3 separate regions of the Mus musculus genome follow, and all the other regions are linked to region 2. Evidence: chromatin contacts called from public Hi-C and HiChIP or PLAC-seq data. All regions are on one chromosome and are shown on one strand. Each heading gives the region's core, a stretch centred on a gene start, on an enhancer-like site or on the middle of the called end of the contact. The rest is flanking DNA. Distances are from core to core; before and after follow the strand shown.

Region 1 (3,851 bases), core at 594-3,093, 1.1 Mb after region 2:
AGAATTCAGGCAGTGAGGGACTCACACATTACAAGACATGGCTTTTCCTCAACTTCCCTCAAAGTGATACTCCTTGGAGCTCAGGGAACAGTGACCTGTTGCCATGGCAGCCTTCCACACTGCAACAGGCTCTGGAGGGTGAAGGGCACATGACTGTCACATGGCAACAGTGGGCCCGTGAGGTGCCTCAGAGCTTGGGGCTGCTGGAGAAGCCTGAGAGGGAGGACCACTGACCTGGCTCCCTGGAGCGCCTCGGGGAAGCCTGCCTGGGATATTTTTACAGCACCAGTCGCTGCTACCTGGAGCCAGAAACAGAGAGCGTGTCAGTTACAACACAGTCTGATTCCTTCAACTCACTGGTTAATTAAAACCTGCTCAGCGCACAGCAAGAGTTATTGCCTACTAAAGCAGAGGAGAGGATAAACCAAGGCTGGTCAGGTCACTCTTATCTCCCCTGCCTTCCTGCCACAGAAACCTGGAGCTATGTCACCTTTCCAATACATAGCAGGCACGCACAAATCCTCTCTTACTGAGATTACCCCACTATTCTCTAATTCGCTGGTACCACACTTTCTCTGTCATGCCATGTGCCCAAAATGCCCAAATGAGCCACTGTCAGCTTCCAGGCTGTGACGCCTGAAGGGATTGGGGGCCAGGAAGCCAGCAGCTTGAGGCTGACAGACCCCAAGAATGGCTGCATGACCACAGAGAGACCAGAGAGAGAGGTGACAGGTCACACCAACCACTGCCATGGCTTCCTGGAAACGCTGGTGGCACTCTAGTCAGTCCCAAGTGAGAACAGCTAGCCGTCCATCCACCAATGGGCCATCTAGTAGCATAAATTCATTCATGTCATAACTGAAGCTGCACCCCACCCCACCCCCGCTACAGGCTAGGCACTGTTCTAGAAGGACCAAGGCCTGGCCTGCGCTCCCAGGAAGCCAACAGTTGAGATGCAGGTGGAAGAAAAATCCAGCGAAGGAGGTGGCTCCAGGGTGACTGAGAGGAAGGCACCCTGGGTTGGGAACATCTGAGCAGAGACTTGAGGAGGGGGTGGCTTTGGAAGGCTAGTCCTGAGAACGGCTACGTGAGTGTGGGAAGGCAGGTGGACATGCCACCCCAACTACATCCACAGGCAGAGGACACAGCCAGGGAGAGGCCAGAGCAGGGAGCAAGGGGCCTGAGCTGCAGTCCACAGGCGCAGGGTCAGAGGAGCTGGGGCACTTGGCATGACAACTCAGTGGGTACTACCACTACTTCCTGTTTCCCCCAAAAGAGGAAACTGAGGCCCAGGAGGGTACAGGATTTACCAAGACCACACAGCATACATACTGGGCTGGGGCACCACAGCCCCTGGTAACAAAGTCTGCAGACAGCAGGGGCTCAGCTACAGTCATCTATTCTTTCCCTGGGAGTCCGTGGCCTCCATCTTCTCATTTGCTCAACACTGGGCCAACCTTTCTTCAGGTTAGGAACAGATAGGTAAACACTTCACAAGAGAAGAGGGGGTGAGAGAGAGAGAGAGGGAGAGAGAGGAAGGGAGGGAGGGAGGGAGGGAGCGAGGGAGGGGGAGAGAGAGAGAGAGAGAGAGAGAAGCTAGCTTTCCCTCAAAGAAGAATCAGATTATTAACTTTCTCTGGAAGGTGCTACCGAAGTGAGGAGACATCGCTCACCTACCAGGAGTCCCGGAACACAGCCGTGATCACACTCCAGGAAGGTGGCTACTAGGTTGGCCCCAGGTGTGGCTCCTGTCCCAGGTTTTCCCTAGGCAAGAGCCACCTGCCCCAGCTCCCTAGGCCGACCTGGGGTGGTGCCTCCTCCTGCGCTGTGGGTGTCTGGAATGCGGAAATAGGAACCAGCAGTGCCAGCTTCTAACGACTTATTCAGTGGCCTTCAGGCCACGCCAGCTTACCGGAGTTCCCCTGAGATGGCTGCTCTCTGCACACAGGCACATCCCCAAAGAGCCAGTTCTGCCAATATTCCCTTTGGGGAAGGGAAATAACAGGATTCCTTACTCATCAGACACGTGGTCTTGGGTCTGAATGAGTTTGGGAGAAAGCTCGGAGGTAACAAAGCCTGCCTGTTACAGGCCACCTGCTCGGTGCTGAGCCAGGGCTGGATCAGCGCCACAGCATCCCTGCCCTAAGCCCCGCAGCTTCATTCACAACCTTCCTACCCACAGGTGGGCCCCTCACCTCTGCAGACAGTGCCGGCTGCAGAGGCTGGAGGCTTAATGATTAAACCTTGTGGCAGACTCTTCCACCCAGCCTTGGAAGCACAGCTCTGGGAGGGTGCTGCTCTAAACACTACAGTCTCTCCAGGGCCTTTAAGTCGGAACTACGGTCACGCCTATTTTACAGATAGTGTTGAACAGAAGTCACAGGACGGAGGTCACATAGCAAGTGGGGGTTCAACCCAAGCAGTATATCTCAAGAGTCCAGCTTTTGACTGTTATGCGAATATGCCCTTGTGAAGAGTCTAGTGTCCACCCTGGGAGAGAAAGCCAGTGAGGTCATGGCTCTGGCCCATCAAACACTCAGTAACAGATGGAGCTCAATAGCTTATGACTATGATCTTCGAATTGGAAAAGTCAGACAGGATTTCAAGGTCATTCAAAGCTGCATAGTGAGTTCAGGGACCAACCTGAGCTACAGGAGGCTGTCACAAAACAAAAAAACAAACAGAAAAACAAAAACAACAACAACAACAACAACAAAACCCAAAGAACAACCAAAACAGTTCCATGACTCTCAGCTGTGTTATCACAGGCTGCTCACACCTGGGCCTTCAAAATGGAAAACACCTGGCTCACAGTTACAGCCTAAACTCCAGACTTAACCTCCAGACGTCTGATGGCAAAGTACAGACTCCCAGGTGTGATGCACCTGCCTGTACGCCCTGCATTTGGGAGACTGAGGCAAGAGGAACTGCTGCAATAAGGCCAGACTGGCTATCAGCATCAAACCCTGGCTCAGAAGAGCCAAATGAAGCCGGGCAGTGGTGGCACACACCTTTAATCCCAGCACTTGGGAGGCAGAGGCAGGAGGATTTCTGAGTTCGAGGCCAGCCTGGTCTACAGAGTGAGTTCCAGGATAGCCAGGACTGCACAGAGAAACCCTGTCTCGAAAAAACAAGCAAACAAACAAACACACACATACAAAAAAAAAAAAAAAAAAAAACCCCGAAGAGCCAAATTAAAACTCTTACTATCATCTTTATCAAACTGCGGTAAACCAGAACCAAGATGCTCTTGCCTGCAGGGAGCTCTCAGTCACCTGAGAACAATCTGGCAAAACAAAAGAAAACAACCAAAGGAAATTGCAACAAGCAGATTCCCGTGCCCTCAAGGGGCACTGGCTGTGAGTCGGGCATGTCGCATGATTTCACAAGCTTCAATCCCCCCACAACCTACCTGCTCTACCTTGCAGACAGGGAAATGGAGGTCATTGGGCTAACCCAAGACCAATACAGGGCCCAGTAGGACCCAGGACTTGCACACAGGTTAAGTCACATTTCTCAGGCCCTCCGCAGTCTCCCAGGGCAACCACTGTCCACAGGTGGTCAGAGGAAAAATTCTGCCCGTAAGAGGAATGTCGCTTTCATAGATGGTTGGGGACTGGGCCAGAACCACCGGAGTTCACAATTTTGAGCTAGCAACCTACACCTGACTTACATCCTCCCCTTCTGTCCACCCCACAGCCCTCCATGGTCCTCAGAGTCAAGCCTCTGTGAGAAGGATCTTGCTCAGGAGTGGGAGGGAGCAGGGGGAACCCCAGGTGGTGCCAAGCAGGGTGAGCTCTCAAAAAGCATGCACACAGGGCTGGTGAGATGGCTCAGTGGCTAAGAACACT
Region 2 (3,698 bases), core at 1,036-3,535:
AGGGGCTCTGGCCTGGAGGCTGAGCAGGCTGGAGATGGGTCCCCCTCGGAGCCCACAGTGCTCAACGAAGTGGAGCTGCCAGAACCCCTTGGAGAAGCCATGGTGGTGGCTGCCTGCGCTGCTGAGGTAGGGAGCAAGTGGTCAGGGCTTCCCAGACACACGGTCTTACGGTCCCCATGGTCACCCACACTCAGGTGACAGTCCCCACAGGTCTCTGCTCCACTCCTCTACTTCTCCAGTCTGATTCAGTACCTATCAATGCTCCTTCCTCTCTGGGACCTAAACCTCCAGTGCTTTTATTCACATCTTCCATCAACCACACCTATCGTTGTGAATCTGCCCAACTGACCTTGTCACTCACATAAGCACAGGCCCTTTATGTTCAAGTCCAAATTCCTCACACGCACGGGGCCCCATCTAATGCAGCCATGGTAGAACCCTTCACCCAGTTCCCTTTCCACCACTCAGCTCTCAACAGCCCCCCACCTCTTCACACTCAACTTTGTCCAGTTACTTAAAGGTGCAGCTGTGAGCCTCTGCACATACTGCTCCCTGCATGCAGAATTCTTCTTTGAGTCCAACTCCTTTCTCCTGAATTCTCAGCTTAGCAGTCTCCTCCGTGGTGACAGGGCTGGGCTATGTTGGCCATGCTCAGCACTAGGCCAGCTATAGAGGGATGCTCATTGTCCTGAAGGAAGGGACAAATGCCCACAGGCTCCACCTGTCTGGGCTGCTCACCTGTTGGAGTGTCACTCACTGCTGCGCAGTCGCAAACTTCACCTTGGTGGCCACACCCGAGCCTAAGGCTGGGTTTGGGCAGGCTCAATCCCCGGGCTCCCTCGGGCATGATTGAGTGGCACAACTCCGACCTACAGAAGAGACCCACTTCTTGGGAACTAGACTTCACCGGTCTCTCGGCCGCTCCTACTCACAGATAGGGTGCTGGAAGCTGATCTAAACTCAAGGAGGGGCCCCAAGAAGATACAAAGTGACAGGAAGAAGGGGCTGAGAATACAAGCCAAAGATGGAAAAAGGTTGAGACAAAGAACGAAGACAGCAAAAGTGCCTGAGTCTGCAAGTCCCATCTGTCTGGGGGCCCCCCTCCCAAGGCTCAGGGATCCTGGGAACTCTCAGGCTCAGGCTGAAGCTGAGGGCGAGGGGCAGGGCTGGGAAAAACCGTGGGCGGGAGAGGCCGCGGGGTCCCAGGGGAGGGCGGAGGCTGGGGGACCGGATGCCAGGGTCCTACAGACTGTTCCTTACCCCGCCCAAGACGGCGTACTGGGGCGCTGGCCCCGAGTCCTCCACCCAGCTCCAGTCGGTCCCTCGGCGCCCCAACCGCGGTCCCCACCGTTGGATTCTCCCCTGTGCAGTTGCAGCCCCCAACTCCAGCCGGCGCCTCCGCTACCCCCCGCCGGCACGCCCCCTCATTGTTCCGCTTCGGCGCCGCCCCCTCCCCCAGCCCCGGGCCCCTCGCTCCCCTCACCTCCCGGGGAGCCACGGGCCTTGGGGTCGGGAGTCCCGCGCGTCTGGACCGTAACGCGCGATCCCTGGGGAGGCTCACAACCCAGACTTAAGGTCGTGAACTTGGGGTTCTCGGACTCCAGAATCCGGGGAGAGTTGGGATCCGGAGTCCGAAGTCTCGGTGTTCTAAATAGAAGATGCTGCAACCCTCTACTCGAGTCTCAGACCAGGGCGCTGGGGACCCAAACTCCTCAGTCTTCTAGGTAGGGCTGTGTGTTGTCGGGAGCACCGGGATTCCAGAGTTTCCAGAACCCGAGGGGCAGGAGTGAAGTCACCTCCGGGAGGGACCGCAAGGACTGGCTAACTCCTCGGTCTCCTGGAGGTGATGGATGCTGCAGCCCTAAGTCGAGGCGCGAGGTCCTGTCCCCAAGTGGCTCCAGGAGGGGGTCTTGGACTCAGAGTTGGGACCCCGTGGGAAGGATGCACGGCCACAGATCCTACGGTCTTCGAAGCCGGGTACGGGACGGGCCTCCAGCCTCGGGGCTGACTTCCCGAGCCCCGGGCTCCTCCAGGAGGGGGCGCTGGACATCAGAGGTCCCGGCCCCTCTGCGGGAGCCGGGACTTGCGGGTCTCTTAAAACGCGGGACAGAGTTCCCGGACGCCTGGGCCCAAGACTATGAACGCCTCGGGCTCCGGGATGAGTGTCCTGGGGCTCTGGGGGCAGCGGCAACGCCGCATCTGGGGCGGGGAGAGTCGGGTCCCAGATGTGGGGCGGGGGGCGGCCGCCCAAGGCTTCTCCTCCCCTTTGCCGCCGCCGCGGCTCACATCCTGTTCCCGCCTGCTGGGGGGAGGGGCCGCCTTCCGGCACGCCCTCCCGTAAAGGCTTTTAAAATCCCCGCCCCCTACTCTGAATAATTGCAAGCAAGCGGTTCCAACGGCGAGTCACCGCCCACATTCCAAGAGCCTAGAGCCGGGAGGACTTTTTACCTTTTACAGCAAGGGCCCAGGAGGCGTGAGAATCTGGAATAGTCTCACACTCTTGTTCTTATTGGTCGATCGGCGGGCTTTATATTTGCATATGCAATGTTGGGCCGAGCCGTTCAACAAAGTCCTGCGACTACAACTGACTGAAGGACTTTGTGGCGCGAGGGTGCGGCCGGAGCTCCAGTGGCGCAATCGGTTAGCGCGCGGTACTTATATGTCAGTGCTAGGCGTAAGCGATGCCGAGGTTGTGAGTTCGATCCTCACCTGGAGCACTTCTTTTTTTAACTCATCTACCTCTTTTCTGGTGTTCTCTCATCAGTTTAGAAGTCTTCACATTTTATAATTTCAATCAAATGTTTTGGCTTGTTTGAGACAGGGTCTCACCATGTAACTCTCTGGCTGGTCTGGAAGTCATTATGTAGACCGGGCTGGCCTCGAACTCACAGAGAGCGCCTGCCACTGCCTCTGCCTCTGCCTCTGCCTCCCTAGTACTGGTATTAAAGACGTGCGTCACTGTACCCGGAAACTACAGAATTTTTGAAGAATGAACATTTCTTTGTGAATTTTTTGCAATGGTCTGTGGAACAGTCCCAAAGTTGCAGTTTCTATTCTGGTCGCCAGAGGGCAATAACGTCTCTTATTAGATGGCCTGGGCGTCAGATAAAATCCAAATCTCAGATCCCAGGGATGGATGGATGCTTACAACACACTCTTTATGGATATTTGTCTTCTACAGGTTTCTGAACAGATTTTTTTTTTTTTTTTTTTTTTTTTTACTGACCACTCACTAGGAACTGTATCCTCTGTCTCTGAGGACTTGACTTTTTACTAAGGAGACTGAGTACTGAAAGTCTACGAATTAAGTACTTTTTTTTAAAATTTGACTTTCCCTATGTTACCCAGACTGGCCTAAACTCCTGGCTCCCTCACCATCTGGGAGTGTAACTGTATCGTTAGATTAGCTACTGATAAGTATGGATAAGTAGGGTGGGATGCAGATTATCATAGCTGTCATGGATGGACTGTTTTTATTTTATGTGTATGGGTGTTTGGCCTGCAAGTGTGTCTGTGTACCATGTTCATGCTTGGTGTCCAAAGAGACTGGAGGAGGGCGGCAGATCCCCTGGAACTGCAGTTTCAGAGGGTTATGGTGCAGGGAATCAAACCAGGTGCTCTGTCAGAGCCGCCAGTGTTCTTAACTGCTGATCCATCTCTCCGGCCCCAGGGGAGATCTTTGAACAGACAGACACCTG
Region 3 (3,382 bases), core at 541-3,040, 1.0 Mb before region 2:
TCGGGGGAGATGTTGGAGGGGGAGAAGTATCTCCACTTAAGGCTCATGCTTGAATGTTTCAGGGGAAGCGAGAAGCCGCTGGGTGACAATATTAGAATTCTCCTGGGAGGGGCGCAGCTTGGAGGAGTACCTCCAAAGAGGGAGAAGAAACTGGGCTGGAGGAGTTCCTGTAGTGTTTGCCCCTGGGTGAAGAGGGACCTTTGGATCCGGGATCCAAAAACCCGGATTTCCTGTCAGGAGCGTTAAACCTGGACTCCAGGTACCTTAATTTTTTTTTTTTTTTTAAGGGCAGAGCTTAAGAAGGGCTCAGCAAAGAAGCAAGATTGGAAAAATGGAAGTGTCTCAGATGGGAGGAAGCCACCACGTTTAGGGGCATTTCTTAGTCTCTTAAGTCATTTCACTGCCTGCCCTTGCCTTGAATACAGACTCCCAGCTCAGGGTGCCCATATCAGAGGGCTTGCTGCTAAATGGGCAAAACTAACTTCATGTCCCACAACATTGGAAGAACAGGAAGCTAAGGACATAGGGGTCTTGCCGAGGTCAGCCCGCCTTCACATGTTCCTCCTTGTGCCTCCAGGGGTTTGGCACCCGTCTGGGCACGGCGCCTGGCACGGGCGAGTTGGGGCTGGGCCGGGAGAGAGTGAAGGAAGGAGGGAGGAAGGGGCGGAGAGAGGGAGTGGTAGCGGGCGGGGGCTCGGGCGGGAGATGAGCTCACGCCGGCCGGGTTGGGCTGGCTGGGGGCCAGCCTGGGCGAGTTCTCGGCGCCAGGGGCCCCACTCCCCATTCCGGAGGGCGTAAGGGGTGAGAAGCAATGAAAACCCGACCCCCAAGTCCATCCCCACACTCTGGGCTAGCAGGTGGCGCACCCTCCTGACCTCACCTGAACCCCAGAATGCTCCCCTTGTCTAGAGGAAGCTGAAGCGCAAGCCGGTCCCTTCCTCCCCCAGGGGGCGCCCTTTCCTCAGGCCTCCTATCTGGATATCTGTCGCACGTGGAACCGCTGTAACTCAGGTCTTGCCGAAAGGCACCCCGTCTTTCCTGGGTCCCCTCCCGCTTAGCTCTTCATCACAAGCAGTCCCATGCCAGACTTTCCTAGTCTTCCCCCACTCAAAGACAGACCTAGAAACTTGAGATATGCCCCACCACCCCATGCGACTCTGAAACACTCCTTGCTGACCCACTACGCACAGTCTGCGAATTTGGGCCCCATCTCAAAAGTTCCCAGATCCTAAGATCCTCGCCTTGACTGAAAGGGATGAAAGCTAGTCTCAGTCCGTTCACGTGGGACACCACAGTTCCAAAAACACTCAATGCTCCTGAAATCAGCGCCCTGGAGATCCACTCCCCAAATAAGGAATTCAGAGCCCCCTTCCTCAAAGACCCCACGGAGTCCCCAGCATTTCTGTACATGGAATCTGGGCTCCTGCTCCCTAAGGCATTGTCTCCAGGGTCCTCCCTCCGGGCACTCCTCCCTTGGGAGCACCATCCCGCACTCACAGGCGCGGAAGCCGGGTCCCCCCGGGGCCGCCCCGCCGGGCGCGCCGCTGTCCACGCTGGTGGCGTTGCGGGGCGCGCAGGTCGGGGTACAGCGGGAGCCAGTGGGCCCGTGGATGCAACGCAGGCCGCACACAGCGGGGGTGAAGCGCACGCGAAGACGCTCTCGGGGTCGGCCCAGTACGGGCTGCGGCCCCAGCTGCGCCAGCAGCACCAATAGCGACACCCAGAGCAGCTGCGCGCCGCCCGCCATGGCTGCAGCGCCGCGCTCCACCGCGCCGCCGCCCCAGCCCGCCCGAGGGGCCCGGCCGCGCCCGCCCGCTCGCCCGCCCGCCCGCGGGGGAGGGCGGCCGCGCCCCCGCTCAGCCCCCCCTCCCCATCGCTCCCTCCCGGGCGGCCGCGCGGGGGCGCGTGGGGCTGGGCGCTTAGCCAGAGGCGCGAAGGCTGGGCGCTAGACTCGCAGGGGGGAGGGGAGGGCGCCCCCTCTGCTCCCACCCGTGCTCCAACAAGTGGATGGGGCCTATGGGGAGTAGCAGGGAAGGGAACAGGTGGGGGCGGGCGGGTTTGCTCCCAGAGAGAGTTGAATCCATTGAGAGGAAATCCATTAGAGTAATGGGGGCCGCATTTGGGGAGCCAGCTGAAGACTGATCCTCTGACCAGGCACGGGGGTAGGGGGTGGGGGGGAAGAGGCTTCATCTAGATAGAGGACAAGGATGGCACATTTGGGCAGCAAGATGGTACATCTGTGGGTGACGAGAAGGGTCGGTGTACAGGACACATAAAGGAATTAGAGGAGCTGAATTCTGGAGAGGAGACTAAGGCGCTTACACCTGAAGACGCCACAGCACACCAAGACTCTCTACACCTGGTGGGAGAGGTCAGAATGAATAAAGCTGTGGGCGGGGGTCCTCACATCTGGCCTGGGGCACACATCTGGAAAACCTTAGGAAGGAGGGGGATGCATCTGGGCTGAAGGCCACACAGCAGGAGAGGGCTTCTGAGGGTAGTTGAGTCTATAGAGTGCTCTAATCTGGGGTACCGGGCTGTAGTAAAAGTAGGGTCAAGGGACGGTCTGGCATGTAAGAGGGAAAGGTCTTTGGCCCCCAGCCGTCCCGCAATCTTGGGCATTTTGTGCCGGGGCAGGCGCCAACCCGCACAATCGCTTTTGTTGTCTGGACTGGTTCAGCCTCGCTCTCTGCTGGGCGAGTTGCCCCCCTCTTCAGCCACGGGAGCCCGGACGCCTGGCTTCCCGGCCCCACCCTGATGGGTCAGCGCCTTTGGCCTGCGTCTAGTTCTGTCCCTGGCTCACCTCATACTGCCGGACGCAGGGGTCCCTAGAGGTGGCCGCATCCTGGGGAGTGGGGTGGACCAAGCTACAATAGGGGACTGGTAGGCGGCGGCAGCACCGTGGGAACCAGACGGCTTTATCTGGCCCGGAACCACCCCCCTCCACCCCCTACACGGAGGAAGGGCGGATGTTCTTACCCCGGGCCTGGCCGGCAGGGGCGCGATGTGGGGGCCTTCTTTTCAGCAATGCCCGGGCCCACGGCCCTCGGGGCCGCCTTTGCCTCAGCAGAGCTCGGGCCTCCTGCAAACTAGGTGGAAGAGGGTGGAAGAGGCTGTCACTACTATTAAATTGGCCTCCTCACCTCAAGGGGGGGGGGAACCCTCCTAAGCCAGGAGCACTTCCAGGAGTGGGTTTGCCCAACATTGCCCCCAGCCCTTTTATTGGGAGCAAGGCTTGGGATATCTTTAGAGAAATACTTTCAGAGAAAGGACTATGGAAGAAGAAAAAAAAAAAAAGGGTATGGAAAGAGAAGCGATATGAGATGGATGGGAAGGGAAAAGTGGGTGGGGCGTAGAGACAGAAACAGATCAAGAAGCAAAG

What was found. A called contact is a pair of places that touch in the nucleus more often than the background predicts. HiChIP or PLAC-seq counts read pairs in DNA pulled down with a chosen protein or histone mark.
Region 1: a contact with region 2 is called in an H3K27ac HiChIP or PLAC-seq map of bone marrow-derived dendritic cells, with 3 times the contacts expected there. The contact joins the promoter of Sipa1l3 here to the promoter of Plekhg2 in region 2. A contact is called at or near these places in 1 of 39 promoter capture datasets (liver), 2 of 115 datasets of contacts at active chromatin or transcription factors (bone marrow-derived dendritic cells and double positive thymocytes) and 1 of 9 other capture datasets (liver).
Region 3: a contact with region 2 is called in a Hi-C map of muscle stem cells, with 5 times the contacts expected there. The contact joins the promoter of Ltbp4 here to the promoter of Plekhg2 in region 2. A contact is called at or near these places in 2 of 39 promoter capture datasets (embryonic stem cells and maxillary cranial neural crest), 1 of 484 Hi-C or Micro-C datasets (muscle stem cells) and 1 of 115 datasets of contacts at active chromatin or transcription factors (embryonic stem cells).

What each region holds. Positions count from the first base shown.
Region 1 is chr7:29,503,617-29,507,467 of GRCm38.p6, forward strand. It overlaps Sipa1l3 (signal-induced proliferation-associated 1 like 3), which reads right to left and starts at 1,844. Exons shown (of 23, transcript NM_001081028.1): 1 at 1,678-1,844; 2 at 235-299.
Region 2 is chr7:28,370,377-28,374,074 of GRCm38.p6, forward strand. Plekhg2 (pleckstrin homology domain containing, family G (with RhoGef domain) member 2) reads right to left here and starts at 2,286. Exons shown (of 19, transcript NM_138752.2): 1 at 1,484-2,286; 2 at 739-869; 3 at 1-121. The coding sequence starts at 847. n-TIaat16 (a tRNA gene) reads left to right here and starts at 2,623; the gene lies at 2,623-2,717.
Region 3 is chr7:27,331,858-27,335,239 of GRCm38.p6, forward strand. Ltbp4 (latent transforming growth factor beta binding protein 4) reads right to left here and starts at 1,791. Exons shown (of 30, transcript NM_001113549.1): 1 at 1,498-1,791. The coding sequence starts at 1,747. The region is part of intron 1 of Gm30543 (a long non-coding RNA gene); the gene reads left to right.